2 separate regions of the Mus musculus genome follow, and region 2 is linked to region 1. A link is a contact called in public promoter capture Hi-C data. All regions are on one chromosome and are shown on one strand. Each heading gives the region's core, a stretch centred on a gene start, on an enhancer-like site or on the middle of the called end of the contact. The rest is flanking DNA. Distances are from core to core; before and after follow the strand shown.

What was found. Promoter capture Hi-C pulls out the DNA fragments that hold promoters and counts their contacts.
Region 2: a contact with region 1 is called in a promoter capture Hi-C map of hippocampal neurons, with 2.6 times the contacts expected there. The contact joins the enhancer-like site here to the promoter of Hs6st2 in region 1. A contact is called at or near these places in 1 of 39 promoter capture datasets (hippocampal neurons) and 1 of 115 datasets of contacts at active chromatin or transcription factors (embryonic forebrain).

The regions. Positions count from the first base shown.
Region 1 is chrX:51,678,836-51,686,050 of GRCm38.p6, reverse strand. It overlaps Hs6st2 (heparan sulfate 6-O-sulfotransferase 2), which reads left to right and starts at 4,449. Exons shown (of 5, transcript NM_001077202.2): 1 at 4,449-4,876; 2 at 5,643-6,161. The coding sequence starts at 4,449. Gm35727 (a long non-coding RNA gene) reads right to left here and starts at 4,294. Exons shown (of 3, transcript XR_391681.3): 1 at 4,174-4,294.
Region 2 is chrX:52,175,420-52,182,634 of GRCm38.p6, reverse strand. No RefSeq gene overlaps it. Among named protein-coding and RNA genes, the nearest start is that of Gpc4, 14 kb to the right of the region's middle. Within about 2 kb of position 2,689, at least 4 of the 459 cell types and tissues checked have an H3K27ac peak or open chromatin away from gene starts, as enhancers often do. A contact at or near this core is called in hippocampal neurons, where this site is marked.

The sequences.
Region 1 (7,215 bases), core at 3,200-5,699:
AGAGCAATGTGTTCTCCAGAGTGTTGCTCTATCCTCTTTAAGAAGGCTCACTTGAGATTGGACTCATTTTTCCTGTACCCATAAACCAGCTCATTGTTTGGTGCACAGAAACAAGTGAGCTGAAAGCCGAGGCCATGGTTGCTGCAGGCTGTCATGCTAAAAGTCTGGAAGCCCAACATCAACTGACTTCCATTCATTCGCAGCAAGAAAGGGAAACTGCCCTTGCTCCTGAAGTGCTTCTGCAGCTTTCAGACTGCATGTTCATTCGTGCTGACTCTGAACCCCATCCAGTGCTTGGTTTACTTTTGCAACACACACTCCTTTAGTATGCACGGCACCCCAGCATTTTCCTCCTTTTTTAATTTGTTGAGCCCCGGGTTTTGTCAGGCCAGAAATCAAAGCTCTGTGTCTTGTGAGGGGAAACAGGACTATGGAGAGGGATATGTGTAACACACCCAACCTGTTTATAATATTAAAGCTTGAGCTCCACAATAGCATTTCATTAAGTACTGCTGTTCATTCAGTTTGGAGAGACACATAAATACAGAATGCATTGGCACTACCATTTGCATGCCTTCAATCTTTGTGACAAAAATTGCCTATTATTGAGAATATGAGCATTTTCAAAAATTATAGACAGCTGGAAAAACGGGGTTGACGCGAATACTCAGGATGAGGAGAAAGCATACTGTTTTATGCTTTGTAGTAAATGTGACACACTCTCTCTAATATTGTTTCCACTATTTCTATTCTAATTTGAACAGGAGACCCTGCTGTTGCTACTGTATTATAGGCCCACAACAAATGTAACTGCTGAGATCCTGTGTCGCTAATGCCACAGAATGCTATAGAATTTCATTTTGAGGACCAGGAATCCAAACTTTCTCCCACTGCCTGTGGCATTTTGGCTCTTGAAGCAGACAAGTAACTTTGGTCTTGGCATTATCAGATCAAAAAAAGTTCTCTTTGAATCTCATTAACCTTGCTGTCCTACACAAAGGGGACAAAAGAAGCCCAGCAAGGAAGTGGTTTCCCTGGCCTACTAGGTGTTCTTAGCATCCTAGTCAAGGTGTGCTCAGAAACTAGGGCAGAGAGAAAGACATCAGGATTAGCATATGAAAGCAGTCAAGTGACTGAAGGACCCTAACCTCTCCCCACCTGGGCTGTCTGTAACCAAGCAGAGCATCCCAGGGAAATGCAAGCAATCTGCAAGTGTGGGAGAAAGCAGCAGTGACCTAGAAAGGGTCATTGTGGGGAGATGGGATTTTTGAGCCTGGGATCTCACCCATTCTCAAGAGCACCATTGTCTTTCTTAATGGACTGCAACTATTTCTATCACAATCCACGCGTCCCTACTTCACTTCTTTGTTCTGTGACAAAAGAACCTGGCCATTTCAGTGGGTGCCCTCTGGATTCAGATTCATGCTTATAACAAAGGACTCTTGCCAGAGCCGCCTGTTGTCCTCTCAGTCTCAAGCACCCAGATGCAGGGCTTCTCACACTCCACTTACTATACAAGCCAGACTGACCTTTGTGCTCTCTGAATCATCAACCTTTTGTTGAAAATCATTGAAGGACAGTTCTGTGAAAAATACTGAAAACCTCACCACATTTTGGAATTAATCAGAGGCTCTGCTCAGACTGCAATGTCCTCCTTACCTTCCAAGTACTGAAACCTACATGCTTATACCTACTGCAACTAAAGTTCCTCCAAGGAGATAGAAAGCCAAAGACTTTACAATTCAGCCTGCTCTTTTGCACTTCACCTCCCATCTCAATATCTCTCTGGAAGAAACACTCTTGTGTGTCCAACCTGCAGTCTGCAGCCAGCTTGCTGAGAATAGCTGTGAATGTGGTCCAAGAAAAAATGATAAATTTGCTTAAAACATTATGAGCTAGATTCAGGGACTCAGGCTCTTTATCCCATCATTCAACAGGCAGAAGCAGCAGGATTTCTGTGAGTTCAAGTTCAATCTGGTCGACACAGCATGTTCTAAGTCTTCCAGGACTACATAGAATGTATCTCAAAGCAACCAACATTTTGAGATTTATTTTTTGCTATCAGTATTTTATTATTTAGAGGTGTGTGTGTGTGTGTGTGTGTGTGTGTGTGTGTGTGTGTGCACACGCATGCACGAGAGCATTTCTGTTCCTGTGGAGGTCAGATGGCAACTTGAGATAATTGGTTCTCTCCTTTCACCATGTGGGTCTAAGGGATTGAACTCAGATAGTCAGGCTTGGCAGCAGGTGCTGAACCATCTGCTGGCCCCCATGATTTTTTTTTTTTTTTTTTGTCTCACAAACATGAAGGGGGGAGGGTCAAGAAATGGTGTGTATATGGAAGTCTACTTCACTGAGCTGTTGTATATATTCACATTAATAATGTGTTAGCAGAGTACTGTATCTCAGAAACTGCAGTTTTCTTCCTTTGGCTCTGCAGAGATAAACCTGACTAACCCTTTCCCTATTTGCCTGTGTGTGTGTGTGTGTGTGTGTGTGTGTGTGTGTGTGTGTGTTTACATCTCTGCACAGGTTTCTTTTTTGGGAAAATCCTGGTTTTCCCTGGTGCTGCTCACCACCTTCATCTACCTTCAACCCAAGGTAATTTCCTTTCCCATATTCCAATCCCATTAATCCTTCTTAAATAGAAATTCCATAATTAGTACCTGTGGGCTTGAATGTGTGAACCACCAGTTTCACAAAGTATTTTCTTAAGGATCTACTGAATGCCATTATAATGCTGATAACGTGACTGGAGGAACCTTCTATGTGCTGTCCTTGAGGAGGATAGCTACCTACTGTGTCAACCAAAGAGGCCACTGTGTGGGTGGCCATGGAAATGGTGATCCCTGTTGCTTCAGGGCTTACATCCTTACCTGCCCCCAGCGGGGAGTAGGGCCTATTCCACAGACTCAGGGGAGCTTTCTGGGGAGCCAAGGTCTATTTTGTGTACTGCAGCATCCAGTTCCTTTGTACAACTTTGCTCCTAGAGATCAGGGCCAGAGATGCAGGGATGCCATGAATGGAGTATTTCCAAAAGATTGTGTTGACACCTAGTATTGACACCTGCAGCAGCTAGACAAAGAATCCTTTAGTGTCCCTGTAGATTCCCTGGGGCATGGGTAAGTACAGCTAGGACTGGGGATTCTGAGTAGAAGGGCTAGGTGACAGTTAAAAAAAAATGGCCTGACAAGAACCCTTCTTTAACTAGCCTCACACTCATTTGGTACACCTAGGCAAGAAGCATTGCAGATAAACATCACCTAGTATTTTGAGTTGCCTAAAGGTTTCTACATTTTATCCTCACACTAGCCTAATTGGTTAAAATGGAGGCATTACTATTAGTCTTATGTGACAGAAGAGGAAATTGAGCCTCAGGAAGGGCAAATTATTTTGCCATAGTTTCTGTAAGCAAGTGGAATAATCCCAAGGGCTCCTGAATCAGGCTTTGCATGCTGCTCCACTGTGCAAGGGAGATAATGTTCTGGAGAGAAACACCCCTATACTAGCTAGCACTCAGCTTACAGCATCCTTTTCCAGTGGCCACCACCACCGGTGCTACTACTTTGAAACATTGCTGCTAACCCACACATCTTGTGCATCAGTTAGGCTGGGAGTGCATGTTCAGTAATGGAAACTCCAGTGTCTTCATGCACTGCACATTCCCCCATTCATTAGCTAGGAAATGTCTGCGACCCAGCTTGCCAGGGGCCTTGTTCTGAAGGAATATCCCTTCTTAAATCTCTGCAGCCCTGTTTTCCCAGATGAAAAGAGCCCTTGGACAACTGGGCTTGATAATAAACCCATACATATTTATTTAGAGACATGTTCTAATTATGAAAAAACTAAAAGGTTGGATCGTGCTTGGTTTTCTGAGAATAAATCCCGGTTCTGTGCTGTGTGACCTTGGGTGCATATCTAATTCTCTCTGGGCTTCAGATTCTTCATATGCCACAACACCTTGAGCAAGATGGTCTGACTCTGATGTGGTGTGTAGTTAGACATCCATCCATTCAATCAACGGTAGTGAGTGAGTGAAATCTTTCTGAGGGCGGTGGGCTTGGTGCATGAGATTCATAAGGGGACAGGAATTAGAGTGAGAGTGCTTTGAAAATGCTCAAAAATCCCCCGTGTAAGGTTTTTTAGTCATGCTTTATTGCCATGCTGACTTACCTTTTCAGAAAATACCCCCCTCTTCCGTTGCAGAATGGAAATTGGCAAAGAGAGAGGGAAAGGGTCCAATTTGCGCCTTTGCTATTTTAAGGGAGGCTGAAATTATGAGCCAAAGTGGAGTGATGCGCTCTCTGGAGTGACCTCCGTTCTCCAACACAGGAGAAAACCCAGGTCTTTTGCTTGTGAAGTGGCTGGGGCTCTTGGGCGCGAGGCATTATTATATAAATTCAGGCTCGCTCCTGATCCTTAGTACCCTGAGTTGCCTGAAGGGGGGAATGGCACTGCCTGCGTTTGCAGCCCGGGCGCTCGGGCCGCCACTGCAACCGGAGCAAGGAGCGCCCGCCCGCACCACCTGTCCCCGCCGGCATTCCAGAGTAGAGGCCGAATTGGCAGCAAGCCGGCCCGGGTCTGTTGCCGCCTCAGTCCGCGCCGGCCCTCCTAGGGGTGTGTCTCTCGGATTCAACTCCCCGCCGCTCCAGGACAAGCCCCCAAAGGCATTTTCTTCCTTGGCGGGAGCCTTGCGCGCCCCGCTCTTCGCGCTGCTGCCTCGAGGCCGCCGCAGGCGGATGCACGACCTCAGGCGACGCTGGGACCTGGGCTCCCTCTGCCGGGCCCTGCTCACTCGGGGCCTGGCAGCCGTGGGCCACTCGCTCAAGCACGTGCTCAGTGCGATCTTCTCCAAGATTTTCGGTCCCTTGGCCAGGTACGTGGTGAGCGAACGTGGGGCTTTCGCTCCGGGTCCAGGGTGAGCCCGGGCGGCGGGAGGAGGGAAGGCAGTTGGGAGCGAGGGCAAGGCTCAAAGTTCCAGGGTGCCGGTGGTGGCGGGGCTGGGGGACTCGAGACGGGTTGAGCGCGCAACTGACCGCTGTTCCGCGGGAAAGGGCTGCGCTGCCTCTGCTTGCAAAGTCAGGCAGCCCGCGGGCTCCTTCCTTCTCCCCCTGGGGAACCCCGAAGCCCCAGCTCACTTCTAGAGGCCACCCGGTGAGCAACGGGACGCGCGCCAAGGGAGCCCGGGTTTAGGGTCAGCAGCTCGCGCACAAGGAGGGAAATGGGGTCCGGGGCCCCAGAGAGTCCCGCGGGCCAACGGGATGGGGATGGGAGCTCGAGAGAGGAGAGCGGGAAGCACCCAGCGCCTGAAGAGGGGTGGCGTGAGTTAGGGAGTAGAGAGACCAGGACCGGAGGGATCCTGCGGCCGCGGAGTGGGTCGGGGTTTTTCCGCGGGGGAGGGGGCCAACGGCCAGCGGGATGGAGTCGGGGTGAGGGGGGGTGTGCGGCAGAAGCCACAGCGCTGAGCCTGCCGGGAAGGAAGGAAGCGGGGAAGGGCGCCGCCGCCGCCGTGGTGGAGTACTCGGTACGGACGGGAGGGGAAAGGGGCGCAACGGTGGCGCCACGGGGAGGGGGCGGTGCGGGAGCGAGGCGAGCACGGGCCAAGCTGCGGGATTGACGTAACGAGCTTGGGTTTCCCCCAGCGTCGGGAACATGGATGAGAAATCTAACAAGCTGCTGCTGGCTTTGGTGATGCTCTTCCTATTTGCGGTGATCGTCCTCCAATACGTGTGCCCCGGCACAGAATGCCAGCTCCTCCGCCTGCAGGCGTTCAGCTCCCCGGTGCCGGATCCGTACCGCTCGGAGGATGAGAGTTCGGCCAGGTTTGTACCCCGCTACAATTTCAGCCGCGGCGATCTCCTGCGCAAGGTAGACTTCGACATCAAGGGCGATGACCTGATCGTGTTCCTGCACATCCAGAAGACTGGGGGCACCACTTTTGGCCGTCACCTGGTGCGCAACATCCAGCTGGAGCAGCCATGTGAGTGCCGCGTGGGGCAGAAGAAATGCACTTGCCACCGGCCGGGTAAGAGGGAGACCTGGCTCTTCTCCAGGTTCTCCACCGGCTGGAGCTGCGGGCTGCATGCCGACTGGACCGAGCTCACCAGCTGCGTGCCGGCGGTGGTGGATGGCAAGCGCGACGCCAGGCTGAGACCTTCCAGGTGAGTCTCAGTGAGTCCCTTAAGGGTGGTCACGGACCTGGGCCACAGTGAACCAGGGGCGGGAAAGGCTGTTTCTGTAGTTGCTGTGGGTCCCCGTGTACACCTTGGCGCCCAGTCCCTGCTGGGTAGACACTAGAGCCTATCTTAGTTGCTCTGTCAGGAAGCATCTGGGCTGCAGCCCAGGACAGCCGGTCTGCCCATCAGAAGGTTAGCCTGCTTGCTGAGTGAGTGTGGGGAAAGCGGCCTGGCTGCCTGGAAAGTCGCCCAGCAGCCGCAAGGACTGGACACTACACTCTGAGCACTAGAAAGTCCTAAAGAACCGTGCTCTGCATGCAGATTCTCAGGCCCATCCTCCTTATCCTCTCCTCCCTTCTGCACCTGGTCCCAAAGACCAGGCTTGTTCTCCTTCCATTCCCGTCCAGCATTCCCCCTCCCCTCCCTTTTAGTTTCTGGCTTTCTCTAGTGGGAAATTCTCTGCCCATCTTGTCTGCTGTTGGTTACTTCTTCCTTCCTTTTTCCTGGTCTTTCTCTTTCTATCTGCTGTTCCCCTTTCCCCTTTTCTTCTCTCTCTCTTTCTCACCTTTCTCTTTCTTCTTTCCCTGACTTCTATCACCTCCCTACCTCCAGGCCCCACTTTTCTCTGGAGAGCAGATGTCATTCTGCCACTGTTTGGGGACGCTCAGGGAGAGCTCCTGGCTCTCATCTTGTGCCCCTTACCGTTGCCCACACTTGAAGTGTCCATCATACTTTTCGAATATAAGGACGCACTTGGCCTGCTCGGTGACCAGGAAAGTAGCTCTGGACCCTGCATAGGGCTCAGGAGTCATAGGAGTGCTAGGAGCTTGTTCTGAGGCTCAGAAATCCAGGAGCCTCAGCATCCATGGTCAGCTCAGGTTCTTGCCAACAGGGAATGAATGAAATAGAAAAAACTGGTTTGTGGATAATCTGTAGCCAGTGAGGAGGCATTTTCTTCGGTTTAGCTGTTATGGCAGTTCCTGGAGGTCATGGGGTACTGTGAAGTGGACAAAAGGAGCTGCTTTGGAGTGAAATCAAT
Region 2 (7,215 bases), core at 1,440-3,939, 500 kb before region 1:
AATTACTAGATCTTTAGACAGACTCATCGTGGGTCTTTGTTTGTTATGAGACAGAGTCTTGCTCTATAGCTCAAGCCTGGTTTAATTGGCTGCACACAGCTCAGGCTGCCCTTGAACCCTTTATCATTTTTCTGCTTCAGCCTCCTGAGTGCTGGGATCACAGGAGTGCAGCCGGCTCCTTCTTGTATATTTTGTTTGGCAGCAAGTACTGAACCATCTCATTGGCCCTGAAAGGAGCTATTTTTATTCCCATTTTCTACACAAGTAAAATGATGCTTAGGAAGATTAACTTCTCCAAGGTCGCTTATGAACAAAAGGGCAGAGCAGCAGCTCAAGTATAGGCTTGTTGGACTATTCCATCGATTTCACCGGAGCAATGAATCTCTGAGTAGGAGGCTACTCCACAGGCCAGTCTAAATGCTTGATCTCCCTGTGGGACAGAGGCAGAACCTGTGTCTGGGTAGTAGTCCTGCACTGTAGCAGGAAGGACCACCAGTCCTTCCATGAGTCTCACCCCATGAATAGGTGTGTGATTGTCCAGGTTTAGGTGGGGACCCAAAATATAACCCTTGCCCAAGGGAACATTGTCTTCTTGTCATTCCTCAGCAGCTTGGAGAAGCTTGTGACCTCTTTCTCCTTTGACATATGGGGTGCCTTGTGCTTGACTTATCTGCCAGCAAAGAACTGAGACTGGGGACTCTGAAGTCCTTTCTAGTGTCTGAGTCAGTGGTCCAGAAAGCCTCAGGGCCCTGGGACCAGGCAGCTTTCCTGGGACCAGACAAGAGGCTGTGGCTAGACTCACATTCTGCTTAGGAGGCAGATGTAAGATGGTGTTACCAGAACTGGGGGTAGGGGTAGGGTGGCGTCTATATTGCTGCTCCTTATGCATAATGGATCATAATTATAATACTTGGAATGTATGTGGGGCCTGCTTTCCAGAAGCTCCAAGCTTAATAGAGTACTTTAGTTTCTCAGTCTCTCACACACAGAGGCACACACACTTCAAAGAGCTGGCCAAAAAGTGTTATAAATAAAATTCTAGAACATGAGTGGGAGGAAAAAACAGAAAATTTTCAGTGGAAGAGTTGAAAATGCACCAACTCCTTGTGGAGTGCTGACAAGCCACAGTTGTGCTATGAATCAGAAACAGGGCTCTGCCCGGGCTTTCTCTTCTCCTTGTCAATCCATGTGTTAAATATGCCATGAATCCTGGTGGATTTAGGATAAGGCTGACACTAAGTGGAGGGCAGTCTCTGTAACCTGGTGGGTGCTGATGACGTGCCCACTGTGCCCCCTTCCTTCCAACCACACAGGGCTATGCTATTGACCTAAGGGTTCAACTTATGGTTCATTTGCCCATTTCTTCTTTCCTACTCTCCCTCCAAGCTCTACCATCTTCTACTTTTCTCTCTCTACCTAGCTTCTACCTTTCTCATTCTTTCTCAGGGGAATCCAACCCTTTGATGTTACAAAAAAAAAAACGTTATCTCATAATGTTTTTTATAAGTTTATGGTTTTGTGTATTCATAGCCATCCTTGGCCACACGTGGCTTGTAGGCCTCCAACTTAACACACCTGCAAGGACTCAAGGCATTTTGTATTTCTGGTATGACTTCACTCCTCCATCTGTCCCTTTGAGGCCCCTGTGTTATAAATACCTCCTTTGGTCTGGACCTGCCCACAGTGACCCCACCACACACTGCCTATCTGGATTTAACACACAGTGCCTGCCTTGTGAGTTAATGTTTAGGTCCTTCGCAAGGCTGGACACTCTTGGAGGACAAGGCCCATACTGTGACTATTTTTTGCTCAGTATTTATGCTCAATGTGTGACTTTGTTGTAAATTTCAATTTTACAGGAGTTGTCCAGAAACATATCTTTTATCATTGTTCTCTGTGGGTGGTGTTGTGTGGAACTGTGTTTTCTTTTTGGAAATAATGTCTCATGTAACCCAGGCTGTACTACTACTTACTGTATAGTAAAGGCTGGTCCAGAACTTTTATTCCTTTTGTTTCCACTACTAGAGTGTTAGGATTATAGGCACCCAGGGCTTCAGCTATGCTAGGCAAGCACTCTATTAACTGACCTACATCCCATCCCCTGCTATTGCTTTTGAGACAGGTTCTTACTGTATATCCCAGTCTGGAACTGTATAACTCTGGCTGACCTCTAACTTTTAATCTCTTGCCTTCTCAGCCTGCCTCTCAAATGCTGGGATTATAGGCCTGAGCTACATACAGTACCAGGCTTTTGGCCAGCTCGAGGACTTGAAGTAAACTAAATAGCTGTACACATGATTCATAACGCCTATGACAGTCTTTGTATTCTTTCCCACCCCCCTAAGTTTTGGGTTAGAGATTATGTTAGGGTAAAGAATTGCTAATTTTCATGCTTAGATGATGTTTTCTAAAATACCACTTGAGCCACCTCCAGGGCTCTGGAACTGTCCTATTCTGGAAGCCCAGGAAAGACACAGAGATGTTGTTAGGAAGTCCAGAGACATTTTCGGGAGCCTCCGCAAATCACAAGCAAAAGAGTTGGTGAAAAAGACTGGCTCTGGAGGGATCTGAAGAACTCTTTGAGAATCTGCTAAACAATATTTTTGTGTGCTGTTTGTAAATGTGACTCGCTTTGAAGCCATCTGTCATACAGCCCTTTGCAGAGAACCGAGATGTATTTAAATCTGTGAAAATGAGTATATTTTTATATCCACCAAAGCGAGGTTTTAATGGGTCCCTGCTGCATGTTGTCCAGTGTGCTCTCCTAATTGTCAAGTGATGTTTCAATGGAATTCAAAGAGGGGACATGGTGATGCAGAGGGAGGCTGTATTACCGTTCATCTTGGTGCAGCATGTCTGTGGGTACCAGATGAACAGGGGCTGCCAGGCATGAGACAGGACTGTTTCTTCCTGGGTGCAGGCTAAGGTCAAAGCTGGTACTGGCTGGTACTGGAGTTTAGGGAAGCATCTAAGGGGTGGAAAGGACAGAGAGCAACTACTCTTCACTTCTTAGGAAAAAGCTAGCTTTGTGAGCTGGAACTGAGGAGTGCTGAGACCTCAGCAATCTTACCCTTATTTTATCCTTTGCAGTACTGGGAATTGAACTCAAGGCCTCAACATCTGGGCTATTTTCACTTTTAAGACATCTGTGTTTTCACTACTGTCTTCAGTTCCACACTCAATACCACCAATATGATGATGGTTAAGATGCTGAAATTATTGATGGTGATATCAGTTGTAACACTTAGAAATTTGAAAATCATCAGAATGACTTTTGCTGTGTTGCATGGGGGAAAGTAAGTCAGAAAAACACATGCCTGCAGGTGACACCATGGTTATGGATGTGGCCCGGGTGGTGAAATGTTTACTTAGTATTCCCTGGGTTCCTGGGCTCCATCCTCATCAGCACTATCTGAACTGGTAGTGGTGGTACATATGTGTAATCACAGAACTCAGGAGGTGGAGGCAGGAAGATCAGAAACAAAGTCACCCTCAACTACAGAGAAAATTAGAGGCCAGTCAGAAATACATAAGAATCTATCTCAAGAAAGGAAAAAAAAAAAGTCTGTTGTTACATACATAATGGTTGCTATAGGTTGTCAATTGTGTCTTGGGGGAGGCATATTTTCTCTGCTTAATAAAACTAGGTTTTTTTGAAGGCCATGTCTTTGCAAAGCTGAAAGACGATCTGGAGATTTGGGAACAAGAAATTGATATGTGGCAAAATTAGAATTCCATCAGAAGACACTGTATTCAGAGTCCATGACTGCTCACCAAGCTGTAGACAGACAACTCAGATTTCTGCTTAAGAGGGGAATGGTGTAGAACCATCCCATGATAATGTATGTCAAAACCCAAAAGATCTGAAAACTGGTACTCATACAAATGCATGTGTACACATATTCATATTATTTGTAATAGCTAAAGTGTTCAATGTTACCTCCTCATGGCTGAATGACTCAGCCAAACAAAATCTCACTGCCATGCAAATACAGTAGTCCCTCCTTATCCACAATTTCTCTTTCTGTGTTTTCAAGTTCCTGTAGAAATCATAGTCAAAATTGTTAAATAGAAAACTGTAGCCAGGCAGTGGTGGCACACGCCTTTAATCCCAGCACTTGGGAGGCAGAGGCAGGTGGATTTCTGAGTTCGAGGCCAGCCTGGTCTACAGAGTGAGTTCCAGGACAGCCTGGTCTACAGAGTGAGTTCCAGGACAGCCAGGGTTACACAAAGAAACCCTGTCTCAAAAAACCAAAACCAACCAACCAAAAAAACAAAAAACCAAAAAAACAAAAACAAAAACAAACAAACAAACAAAAAAAACCCTGTAGAAATAAACAATGTACAATTTTAAAATTACACACTGTTCTAAGGGAAACAAGAACATAAGCATTGAAATATCACAATAGTTAATCTGATCACTGAGATGTCTACCAAGTGTCTGATGGTTAAGTCACCAATATGCCATGGATACAGGACAAAGCTGATTCATTTCCAGGCTGTGATAGAGCCAGATAGTGAGAGGTTTTATTATGGTACTCAGAATAGCTCCCTGGTGACAGATAGATGGAGAAGTTGAACGATACCTAAGTCTACATCACATGACCATTATTCACCTTGCCACATAGGCATTGAATCACCAAACATCAGTACAAGGATGAATATGGTACAATAAGACATTTTCAGGGCAGGTAGGATGGCTCATTTGATCCAAGTACTTTCTGCACAAGCCTGTTCAATCCCTGGAACCCATAGTGGAAAGAAACTCTTGGAAGATGCCCTCTGATCGCCGCACATGTGCTGTGATACATATGCACTCTCTATAAGCCCCCCATCCATACACACTAATAATAGTAAGAAAGAAATAGAAGTATTTTCAAATTAAATACATTTAATTTTAATTAAATATTTTAAAATCAAATACATTTTCATAAATTGTATTATAGTATATTGCTGTAATTATTTAAACTATATCCTGATAGTTCTAGATTTCTAGGAAGTAACAGGTACAGTTCAATGTTGTGTCAAATATGCAAAAAGCCATGAGTGCCATCTTTGCACTGTAAAACAAAAACAACCCAAACAAGCAAAGTCCCCAAAACATTAAAACTCTCTCTCTCTCTCTCTCTCTCTCTCTCTCTCTCTCTCTCTCTCTCTCACACACACACACACACACACACACACACACACACACACACCTATTATAAGATTCTATAGCAAGCAGAGTGGTCAGAACAAAGGCTTTGGTAGCAGTACTCGTGGTAATCTTGGCTCTACCAGTGGCTGTCTGGGCCCCTGGACATGAGATGTAGATAAGGAAACTAGTTGTTTCCTTATCTCTGAAATGTGGATGACCAGTTCCCGGAGTTGCCACAGAAATTGCGTAACCCACAGGGAGCCCTCGAAAGATAATACAAAAGTATTTTGGAGAAGTACATAGATGATAAGAGATTATCTGGGGTCAGATAACAACTACTTCCACCAACCTCAAAGGAGCTGGGAGCTGAAGCAGCAAAGGGCAATCAAACCTGCAACAGCTGATCCAGGTGTGCTGTAAGCCTGACAGCTCAGCACTACAGAGGCAGAGGCTAGAGGATCAGGAATTCAAGACCGGCTTCAACTAAATAATAAATTCATGTCCAGTCTTGCCTACATGACACAGTCTCATGCAATAACAACAAAGAATAGAACAGCTTATAGTATCCAGGTCAGAGTAGAAGACTGTCCTAAAATATTACTATTAATTTTAATTAGTTTTTTTCTATATTTTTGTAGTACTTGTTGTAGGTTTATATGTGCTAGGTAAATAGGCTACTATTGAGTAATATTTTATTAGCACATATTATAATTACAACGGGTTTCATTATCCTATTTTCATACATGTATACGATATATTTTGATCATAGTCGACTGCTATTACCTTCTTTTTATTAGATATTTTCTTCATTTACATTTCAAATGTTATCCCCAAAGTCCCCTATACCCTCCCCACACCCTGCTCCCCAACCCACCCACTCCCACTGCCTGGCCCTGGCATTCCCTTGTACTGGGGCATATGATCTTCGCAAGACCAGGTCTTCTCCTCCAATTGATGGCTAACTAGGCCATTCTCTGCTACATATGTAACTAGATACATAGTTCTGGGGGGTACTGGTTAGTTCATAGCCATTACCTTCTTTTGTCCCCCTCCTACTCCTGCTAGTTCCTCTTCTACTTTGATGTCTTTTTTAAAGAAATGATCCACTGAATTTCATTAGAGTTACCTATAGAAGTATGAGTGAGGAGTTATTTACCAGGGCATAAGCAATTTACCAGTGGCTACATCACTGAAGTTTAAAGTGGTCCCCTATTCCCAACAACCATTATCTGTCTTTAGAGTCTTAGAGATGATGTTATTTAGTGGGTTTTCTCTGAGATTGAAACATTTTATCCTGTAGGAAAGTTTCTTCAGGCAACTTGAAATAGCATCAGGAAGTCCCTGAAACTGACCATATTCACTAGGCCCCTTCTTCCCAAAGAGTAAACAAGCCAAGTTGCAAAGATTTTCACACAAGCCAAGCTTTTTGGAAGAAGCAGAAAATAGGCAAACAGCCTGTAGTAGGTTTATCCCACCTGAATCACTCGGAAAGGGTGCTCCTCAACCTACTGAGCTGCCTGCAGGCTGCGCAGTGTGCTCCAGGCCCCCAGGTTTTGTGAGCTGTCACCCATGCTGGGGTGGGCTTTGGTGATGTCGTTATTCTGTAAGTAATCCCTCATCTTTACTCCTGTAAGAAATGCTAATAAATAAGCCGGGCGCGGTGGCGCACGCCTTTAATCCCAGCACTCGGGAGGCAGAGGCAGGCGGATTTCTGAGTTCGAGGCCAGCCTGGTCTACAAAGTGAGTTCCAGGACAGCCAGAGCTACACAGAGAAACCCTGTCTCAAAAAAAAACAAAAAAAAAAAACAAAACAAAAAAAAAAAAAAAAAAGAAATGCTAATAAAACGCATTGGTTTACCAACTTGGACTTGCATGGCATCTGTATTTTTTCTTTCTGTTCTATCATGGATTCCCTATCTGGGATGAGTAGATATGTGTGTTGGAATTTGTTAGTGTCCCCTTTTTGGTCTGTCATGGGCTTCCTGTCTAGGGAGTATACAGGTGTATTGTGTCTTCCCAGGAAGTTTTGTCACACAACAGATGTGTAAAATTAGAGGCATTTCAAATTGGCAACCCTG